3 separate regions of the Mus musculus genome follow, and all the other regions are linked to region 1. Evidence: chromatin contacts called from public Hi-C and HiChIP or PLAC-seq data. All regions are on one chromosome and are shown on one strand. The core of a region is the stretch at or near the end of the contact, and the rest is flanking DNA. Distances in the headings are between cores, read along the strand shown.

Region 1 (3,175 bases), core at 273-2,772:
TCTCAGTCCTGGTTTGTACCCATAGAGACAGAATGCGGGCGGAGAGCTCTGTGCTCAGCTGCAGGCTAAGTATTAGAGGCTTGTGCGATTGAGGATCTGAGCTGGCGCATGCGAACTGGCTTTTAGAATGGTCTGAGCTCTTCTGCTGCTATCTTTAACATCTCCAACATGGTCAGCAGATATGGGCATGGTCTCATGCACTACCGGGGACTATTTTGCTTAGTAGGCTAAGTTTATTAAATGGCAGGAAACATATCCACCAGCCACAGACATAGTCAACGTTTTACATTTGAGAGGTTTCCCCTTGTGGCTAAGATGCCACAATGTGACCCAATAAGTATATAAAGACTTCAAGAGTCCACAGGACCAGAATGGAGAGATATACATATACACATATACACATACACATACACATACACATACACATACACATACACATACACATACACATACACATACATATACATATACATATGCCCTCAGGGACCACTGTGACCACTCAGATAGAGCCCTGACATAATTTCTTAGGAGCAGTCATCTAAACTCTAGACCTCACTTCCCTTTTTTTTAATTATTTATGTTATGTATATGAGTACACTGTAGCTGTTTTCAGACACACCAGAAGGGAGGGCATCAGATTCCACTACAGATGGTTGTGAGCCACCATGTGGTTGCTGGGAATTGAACTCAGGACCTCTGGAAGAGCAGTCAGTGCTCTTAACCGCTGAGCCATCTCTCCAGCCCACTAGACCCCACTTCTAAAGACGGTTCTTCAGTTTACTCTTCTCAGCACCCAAGTCTCTCTCCAGCCTGGGATTCACTCATACACTAATTATATTCGATATTTTCCCTTTGCTGTGACCAAATGTCTGGCAAAAGACAACTCAGGGGTTCATTGTTGGAGGGGATGCTATCCACCAGGCAGAGAAGGCACAGCAGCACGCAGCTCTGTGGTAGCAGGACAGCTCCTCACATCCCCAAAGTTCAGAAGGCAGAGGGATAAATCCTCAAGGGATACACCCAGGGACCCACTTTCTGAAGTGAGACTCCACCTTCTAAAACTCCCACCACACCAGATAATAGTGCTATTGGGAGACCAGTGCTACCAACTGGGGACCAAGTATCCAAACAGATGAGCCTCTAGGGGCATCTCATATTCAAACCACAGCACCAATGGATAAGGTTGACACTGGCTTTCATTAACCCAGAGTCCAGGGGCCCGTGTACAGCACTTCAGACAGCACCGTGAACCTCCAGCTGCCTCAGCACAAGGTGCACAGCAGGGAATGGCCTTTATAGCTGCGGAGAAGGTTCTAGACAAGAGGAAATGGGTCACAGAACCCAAATCTGGGGATGCGCCAACCCAACCTCCTTCTCTCCCACCCGATCTTGGGTCTCCAAGAACCACTTTCAACCTACCACCTTGCCAGGCTTCCCAGGAAGACATGATTCAGAGCTGCACAAATGGCCCCTGTGGTTTTCAGCTTCAGAAACAGGGCAGGAAGGAAGTGGGGGGTGTGGGGGAAGCAAGCAGCTTCCTCTTCCAGATCTCTGTTTAGTCTCTTCTTCCCCACTGGCCTGAGACACTGAAATAGCACGCTACTGCTTAAGAACCCTGTGTGCCAGCTATCACAGTGCTTGAGAAGGAGGGAGAAACCGTAGTACACGGAACGGTATTGCTAGCAGCCCAGCAAACAGTAGAGAGGGGAGAGAGGAGGCTGAGCCATGAGATTCCTGGAAATCTACACCAGGTTGAGGAGCAAGGGTCCCAGCAGAGCCTCTGTAGTACTGGAAACACATCCACAGGAGGATGGGTTGTTGTGGATTCTGTGTATTGCTTATATTATGTTAACTGGGTTCCCAAATTACACGGGAATTCACACGTCTGCATGTAAGATGCCATGGATCCCTGGCCCTAGTTGGCTCTAGTTGGTAGATAAAGTTGCCGGTGGCCAATGGCTGGGCAGGGAGACAGAGGCGGGACTTTAGATTTTCCAGGCAAGGGAACCCAGGGAAGAAGAGGGGATATTTACAAGCGCCACAGGGAAGCAGGAGGATCAGGCTTGGGAGCTGCAGGAGAGAAAGCACACAGTCATGGAAGAGCCAGGGAAGAGCAGACCCAGGGGACCCTCTCCCGTTTGGGGTAGCAAAGATGGGATATAGTTCTTTAGTAAGTAGTAACTCAGGAGTTTCAGAGGGAAGGCATCAGCAATGTGGAAGTTTGGGAGGGGCCCAGCAGCATTGAGCTTTTTAGGGCATTGTGGCGGTTTGTATACACGTGTCCCAGGGAGTAAGGAAGTGTGACTTTGCTAGAGTAGATGTGTCACTGTGGGTGTGGGCTTTAAGACCCTCACCCTATTTGCCTGGAAGTCAGTATTCAGCTAGCAGCCTTCAGATGAAGATGTTGAACTCTCAGCTCCTCCTGCACCATACCTGCCTGGATGCTGCCATGTTCCTGCCTTGATGATAATGGACTGAACCTCCGAACCTGTAAGCCAGCCCCAATTAAATGTTGTCATTATAAGAGTTGCCTTGTCACAGCAGTAAAACCCTAACTAAGACAGGCATATTAAAAATAAGGCTGTGTGTGTGTGTGTGTGTGTGTGTGTGTGTGTGTGTGCGTGTGTGTGTTTCATTCAAGAATCTACAATATTGAGGTGGTACCGAGAAGCACACACGCAGCCCCCAGCAGGGAGTTAGAGCAGATTAACTATTACTGCTACAGTGAGTAACAGAAAAAAAGCAATCCTGCAAAGCATACCTGGACAAAAAGCACCATATCCGCCCTTTCGAGTGACAACGGCCCCCAAGACACTGGGTTTACCCTGGTTTGTTTTTCTGTTGCTGTGATAGAATATTGATCAAATATGGGGAGGAAAGGGTGTAATTGGCTTACAGGCTACAATTCATCACTGAGGGAGCCAGGAACTGAAGCAGAAGCCACGAAGGATCTCTGTTTACTGGCCTGTTTGCTTTGTCTTGTTCAGCCTGCTTCTTGTCTAATCCAGGACCACCTGCGCAGGAGTTAGGCCCACAGTAGGCTAGTCCCTTACTGTCTTAGTTAGGATTTCCATTGCTAAGAATAAACACCATGACCAAGAGAACTCTTATAAGGACAGCATTTAATTGGGGCTGGCTTACAGGTTCAGAGGTTCAGTCCATTACGCATGGCAGC
Region 2 (3,175 bases), core at 293-2,792, 250 kb after region 1:
TCCTCCTGCCTCCACCTCCCAAGTGCTGAGATTAAAGGTGTGCACCACCACACAGGATTCTTGGCAAATACTTCTAGATGAAGACGTTTTAGAAGTTTGCACATCCTCTTGGGTAACGAGGATGGTGGCCATTTTTTGAGACAATAGCACCACCTGGTGGCTTCACCCAACTGGCCTAGCTTACATTATATAGCACATGCTACTTCAGGGCTCTTCGCATTTTTAGTTGCCCTGTACTGCAGTGGCGGATGGGATTCTGTGAGTTCGAGGCCAGGGGTTCGAGGCCAGCCTGGTCTCTATAGCGAATTCCAGGGCAGCCAGAGCTACACAGCCAAACAAATGAATAAATGTAGTTCTTGTGCTGGGGTCAAGGGTACTCACTGCCCCTGTAGTTTGTTTCCCAGAAGCCACATGGAGTAGCTCACAACTTCCTGTAACTTCGAAGCAGCGGATATCAACCTTCCTAAGGCTGCGACCCTTTAATACACTTCCTTCATGTTGTGGTGACCCCCAACTGTAAAATTACTTCATTGCTACTTCATAACTGTAGTTTTGCTACTGTCATGAATCATAATGTAAATGTCTGATATGCAGGGTGTCTGATATGCGGCCCCTGTCAAAAGGTCGGTTTGCATGCAAAGGGGTGGAGACCTACAGGTTGAGAAATGCCGTTCCAAAGGCTCCGTCTCTGCCACTTCTAGCCTAAGAGACAGACATTTTTAAAAAAATTAGCTCATAATTTTAAAAGTAACCTGTGACTTCATTCCTCTGTAATTAAACCACAACTCTGGAAATATTACTTTATTTTTTCCATTAGAGTTTCATCTTCTGCAGAGCAGTCTTTTCTTAAAGATCTGGCTTGAAATTCCCTCTCAGCAACATAACCAGAACACACTTTCTCCTCCGCCGTATTTTATGGAATGTCCCAAACACACATTTCAGGGTTTTTGTTTTTTGTTTGTTGTTGTTGGTTTTTTGAGACAGGGTTTCTCTGTGTAGCCCTGGCTGTCCTGGAACTCACTCTGTAGACCAGGCTGGCCTCGAACTCAGAAATCCGCCTGCCTCTGCCTTCCAAGTGCTGGGCTTAAAGACGTGCACCACCACTGCCCGGCACATTTCAGGGTTTTGCCTACACAAATTACCTGTTCAATTTAGCTCCCATGCCCTTACTCTGTCCCCATAACACTGTGAGGTCACCCCTTCCTCAAGGATACTCCCAGAAGCCCTTCCTTGCACCTGCTGGCTCCTCAGGGTTAGGCAGTAACCTCCACCTCCCCCCACTCCCCGCACCCCAGGAGAGCTGTCCATAAAAACAAAACAAACAAAAACCCCATCATATCATGGTGGCTTCGCTTCGAACAGCACAGCCCTTCAACTACTGAGAGTCCTACCATTTATAGCCTGCATTGCTCTCTGCCTTGTTGGGAGCCAGGGCCCTCCTCCCCTGTGTGTGGAATGAACAACATCATAGGTAATGCATTGTGTTTTGGAGGCTAACTTTTAAAGGTTCATTTACGTAGTATCAGCGGCTGTCAGCAGATGGCGCCAGATCCCAAGGGATGAAGTGTCATTTCTCGAGGTGAACCTCGGGTTTAGCAGAGAGCTGGGCAGGGAAGGGGCTGCTTCCAACTGCTTCCGGTTGGTTTTAAGGATAAGTCAGTGGTCTCTGGGGGGTGATCATGTCCTGACTTCTGCTGTTGGAGGTCACGGTTTGTTTCGCCCCTCCCCCCCTACCGCCCCCAATCCTGTGGGCCATTATCACTTTAACATCCTTTACTGCGTCATTTCGAGGGATCTGCATGGGACTTCTCACCCTTTGGTTAGTGGTTAGACTCTAGCGGTACTGGACAGTTGATTTCTAGGTACAGACCCGACTGAGCTAGGCGGGATATCCTGTCCTCAGGATGCCCAGATTTGGATGGGGGATGTCCCAGAATCCTCCACTGCCATATACCTGTTCCTGGGCCCCAGACCCAGAGGGGACATGTCCACCTGAAATTAATCAAGTTGTAACTCTTGTAACGGATTCACGGAGCAAGTCTCACTTGGGTTAAACGTTTTCTCAGTCGATCCCAGGGTCCTGTGGAAGAATAGATGTATTTCTGTGCTATGTTTGCTGACGTTCATATTTAGAAACAAAGCTATCTGCAAATGAGACGATTCGATTTAGGCTGGTGCTAGATTCTACCTTCTCAACACAAAGACTTGATTTGGGGGCCTAAATGAGGAAAAGTCAGCCTTTACTAGAAACAAACGGTTAACTTAAGCTACTGGGTTTCAAAGCACTTGGCGATGGAGCAAGTCTGAATTTTAAAAATACATTTTTTTTTTTTTTTTGGCGGCGGGGTGGGGTGGGGGTGGGTTCAAGACTGGGCTTCGATGTGTAGCCCTGGCTGTCCTGGAACTCGCTCTGTACACCAACCTGGCCTAGAACTCAGAGACTCCCCTGCTTCTGTCTCCTGAGTGCTGGGATTAAAGAAGTGAGTCCTATACCGGACAAAAATACATTTAACACATTAAAAATGAATACATACATGCATGCATGTATATAATTCCCACTCATTTTAAAATTACGCCGTGAACACGGGCCGTGGGTGATCAATCCCCAGCATCCCTCAGAAAGCAAACCTTTACCGTGAACTAGTGTGTGCAATTAAAACATTGCTCCCACAGAAGCTGAGACTAGGACGGTGGCTATTAAAAATTAGTTGGGGGCTGATGAGATGGCTCAGCGGGTAAGAGCACTGACTGCTCTTCCAGAGGTCCTGAGTTCAAATTCCAGCAACCACATCGTGGCTCACAAGCACCTGTAATGAGATTTGATGCCCTCTTCTGGTGCGTCTAAAGATAGCTACAGTGTATTTATTTATAATAATAACTAAATATTCGGGCCGGAGCGAGCAGAGACTGAGCGAGCGAGGCTGACCGGAGCAAGCAGAGGTCCTAAATTCAATTCCCAACAACCACATGAAGGCTCACAACCATCTGTACAGCTACAGTGTACTCATATACTTAAAATAAATAAATCTTTAAACAGAAATTTGTTGGGACAAAGCCAGCTGTGCCCAACAGCTTACTAATGGCCCTGGGGGTGGCTAATTCTATTTGCATAGTCTTTTGATAAATGGCTTTGACAGCAGCCAGGAAGGAAACGGAAGCGCACATTCCCCACCCA
Region 3 (3,175 bases), core at 318-2,817, 180 kb after region 1:
CACACACACACACATCACAGGCAATAGGTAAAGATTGGTAAAGTCTAAAACAATGGCCCAGAGCAAGAACATGTTTAATCCTGGCGTTAATTTTTGTATAGTACCTTTATGTTCTCAACTCTTAGGCAAGCACTAGTATCATTTTGATTACACTCAACCCAAATCAACTAAAGTAAGTAATATGCTAAAGAACAGAAAAATCAGGCCAGATATGATGGTGTCCACCTTTAATCGCAGCACCCAGAATGCAGAGGCAGGCAGATCTCAAAAAGCAGAGGGAGACAGATTCCTCTGAGTTCCAAATAAGTCATAGCCACACAATGAGACTCTATCTCAAAATCAAACAAAAATTGCCTTGGGGATAAAATTTTGTTATGACCAAGATAAAAATTAATTATAAGTAACCGTACATAATTTGGTCATAGATATTAAAGTTTGCTCAATAATTGAAGCCTCGGATTAAACTCCTGGTTAATTAAATCAGTTATGTTTTTCACACACTGAGATAGGGCTTCAGTCTTTTTTTTTCTTTTTTTTTTTTTTTTTGGTTTTTCAAGAGAGTTTCTCTGTATAGCCCTGGCTGTCCTGGAACTCACTCTGTAGACCAGCCTTGGCCTCGAACTCAGAAATCCGCCTGCCTCTGCCCTCCCAAGTGCTGGGATTAAAGGCCTGCGCCACCACGCCCGGCTAGGGCTTCAGTCTTATTACAGAACCTTCCAATTAAATGGTCATCATGTAGGGATTTCAAACAGCAGAACCTAACCCTGGCTGGATATGTCACTCGCTGGATTTTAGCGAATTTATTATTGGGGTTTATTAGCCGGATACAGTGGTTTTCAGAGTTCATAAATATTCAAGGATGAAGCTTGGAAGCAGGCAGAAGACTCCGGTCAGCAGGCTGTCCGTGAGCATGGCTTGGCAGAGATCTCAGCTTAAGACGTGCACTCACTCCAGCCTCCTGGCTGAACCAGCACGCTAGTTTCTTGTTTTGCTGAAGGTGGGAATTACCTTCCCAAGAACGCATACTAAGGACAGAAATTAATGTCTCCAATTTTAAGTGGGGCACTACTGCATATGTGGAATGACGATCCGAATAGCTATTATAAAAATAACAATGTTCATCTCTCAAAGTCCTCATCTATTATTCGAGCGCTCGTAATATCCAATTCGGTTATCCCCATAGATTATTAGGAATACTGCTTCCAGTATGACTGACTAAACACCCTTATCTACAGCCAGGGAGACAGGAAGGGAAGGAAAAGGCTAATGGGGTGCCTATGATGAGAGTACTTTACACACACGCCTGTCTTAAGATGTCAAAATGAAACCTATTATTTTGTACAATTAATAGACAAGATAGGCTAGTCTCTAGATAGGCTCGAGCTACAGGTATGAGAGGAAAGAAAACCAAAGTGAGGCGTTTTGTTTTGTTTGAGACAGGGTCTCGCCTATGTGGCTCAGGATGGCCTGGAAACTCAGGAGACACTAACACTAACAAGTACCACACCGCAAAACGCTGGGCAACCCAGAGAGGCGGTGCCTCCTACGTCACACGACGCAAGGTAACGTCAGCACGCTACGGAAGTCGCGTCCGGCTCCACGCCCGCGAGGGCCCCATTCCGGGATGTCTAGCAGGATGCCTGAGTGAGTTTCTGTTGGCCTGCTGCCTTTAATCTGCGCCGGGGAGCGTGTCCTCACGGCGTCTCCAGGTTATCGGGACGATGAGGTTCTCTCGACCAGCCTCGCGGGCCCGGCGTTTCTCTTCAGGCAGCTTCGCGGGCAGCCCTCGGGCCTTGTAAGAGCGCGCAGCCCCGCCCTCCTCCTTTCGGCCGCCGCAGCCATCTTCCAGGTTGGTACGCGCGTGGCTCTCTCGTCTTGTTCTCCACACACGCTGCGTGTGGCGCCCACGCCGCAGAGACTGCGTGTTAGGGGCGTGGGGAGACCGTCTGGAGGTCACTGCCCTGGGCGGTGTATGCTAGGGAGCTTCTATCCGGGGGAGCCGGGCCTGGCGCAGTCTTGGTTGCCGGGCGTCCGCCCAACCCCAGACTTGAGCATGTGCTGTCGGGCTGGGACTTAGGATTCTGCTTGGGTCTTAACGATGCCGGGGTGCCGAAGCCTGGAATTGGCTCGGGCGAGGAGGGTGCCCGCCGGGTCAGCCTGGTAATGATGTAATGGGGACCCTTCCTCTGGATACATGAAACACTTAGGAATTTTGGCCCTAGAAGACGAGCGTGGGGAAGGAAGGTAACATTAAGGCTGCTTAAGACTACAAGGGCAAGGGGTTATGTCTAGTACACCATGCTTTGGAGCTTCCCTTGTGGTTAGGAATGGCGGGTATTTCTGCCCTGGATGACTGGAGTAATCCAAACCTTGTTGGTTTGTGGGAATACACGATCTGGTTCTAAATATGTGTAGTAGGTAAGTTCGTAGATGGTGTTAAATTAGCATTTAAATTTAGTTGGAATGTGGTTTTCTATGCATGCTTCCTAATAGCATTCGAAAGTGCAGGTGTGCGATTAAGAGATTGTTGATAGAAAGCTACTGTAGTAAAATGGAATTAAACAGCATCAAAGAGGCTGAGTTTGGTGGTCTTCAAGTTACCCTGGAGTTGCAGGTTGCAATGTATTGGCTTAAGTTCTAGCATCCAGTCTGATGGTGCTAATGATAGAATTTGGCCTCTTTTGCTAAGAGGAATTGTGGGCACCCATTTTCAATTCCTGTGATTTGGAAGGTTGACGGAGGTGCTGAGGTTGAGAGGGCCTGCCCTGTGCGACAAGATGACTTTTGGGGGTGTGGTTATTGGGACAGTTAATAACATAAACTGTGAATTGTTATTTGACTGATAACTTTTCTGGTTTCAGTAACTCGCCAAAATGACGAACACAAAGGGAAAGAGGAGAGGCACCCGGTACATGTTCTCTAGGCCTTTTAGGAAACATGGTAAGTTTGTTATGTCTGTGCCTGAGGAGAAGTGGCATGTCTTAGTCTGGCTTTGCTTGTCAGAGACATTGTCCTTTACAGTGTATGTAACTGCCGAATGTGGACTTGGGTTGGAAACTGGTATACTCATGAAAGTGTACCTGTGGTTCTAGAAGTCTTGATTTTTTTTTTTTTTCCTTTTGCAGGCGTTGTTCCTTTGGCCACATACATGCGAATCTACAAGAAGGGTGATATT

Evidence for each region. Hi-C and Micro-C count contacts between places; a contact is called where the count stands out from the background. HiChIP or PLAC-seq counts read pairs in DNA pulled down with a chosen protein or histone mark.
Region 2: a Hi-C map of B cells shows a contact between it and region 1, with 3 times the contacts expected there. The contact joins two enhancer-like sites. A contact is called at or near these places in 4 of 484 Hi-C or Micro-C datasets (the AML12 cell line, B cells and liver), 7 of 115 datasets of contacts at active chromatin or transcription factors (the 230-238 cell line, bone marrow-derived macrophages, embryonic basal ganglia and 2 more) and 1 of 9 other capture datasets (embryonic stem cells).
Region 3: a contact with region 1 is called in an H3K4me3 HiChIP or PLAC-seq map of the 230-238 cell line, with 34 read pairs. The contact joins the promoter of Rpl21 here to the enhancer-like site in region 1. A contact is called at or near these places in 7 of 39 promoter capture datasets (the C10 cell line, liver, macrophages and 2 more), 4 of 115 datasets of contacts at active chromatin or transcription factors (the 230-238 cell line and embryonic stem cells) and 3 of 9 other capture datasets (adipose tissue, liver and pancreatic islet).

What each region holds. Positions count from the first base shown.
Region 1 is chr5:146,654,104-146,657,278 of GRCm38.p6, forward strand. No RefSeq gene overlaps it. Among named protein-coding and RNA genes, the nearest start is that of Gm34700, 45 kb to the right of the region's middle. Within about 2 kb of position 1,523, at least 80 of the 459 cell types and tissues checked have an H3K27ac peak or open chromatin away from gene starts, as enhancers often do. A contact at or near this core is called in the 230-238 cell line, B cells, adipose tissue and 2 more, where this site is marked.
Region 2 is chr5:146,904,444-146,907,618 of GRCm38.p6, forward strand. No RefSeq gene overlaps it. Among named protein-coding and RNA genes, the nearest start is that of Gm10858, 8.9 kb to the left of the region's middle. Within about 2 kb of position 1,543, at least 12 of the 459 cell types and tissues checked have an H3K27ac peak or open chromatin away from gene starts, as enhancers often do. A contact at or near this core is called in B cells, where this site is marked.
Region 3 is chr5:146,831,323-146,834,497 of GRCm38.p6, forward strand. It overlaps Rpl21 (ribosomal protein L21), which reads left to right and starts at 1,568. Exons shown (of 6, transcript NM_019647.6): 1 at 1,568-1,849; 2 at 2,862-2,940; 3 at 3,126-3,175. The coding sequence starts at 2,874.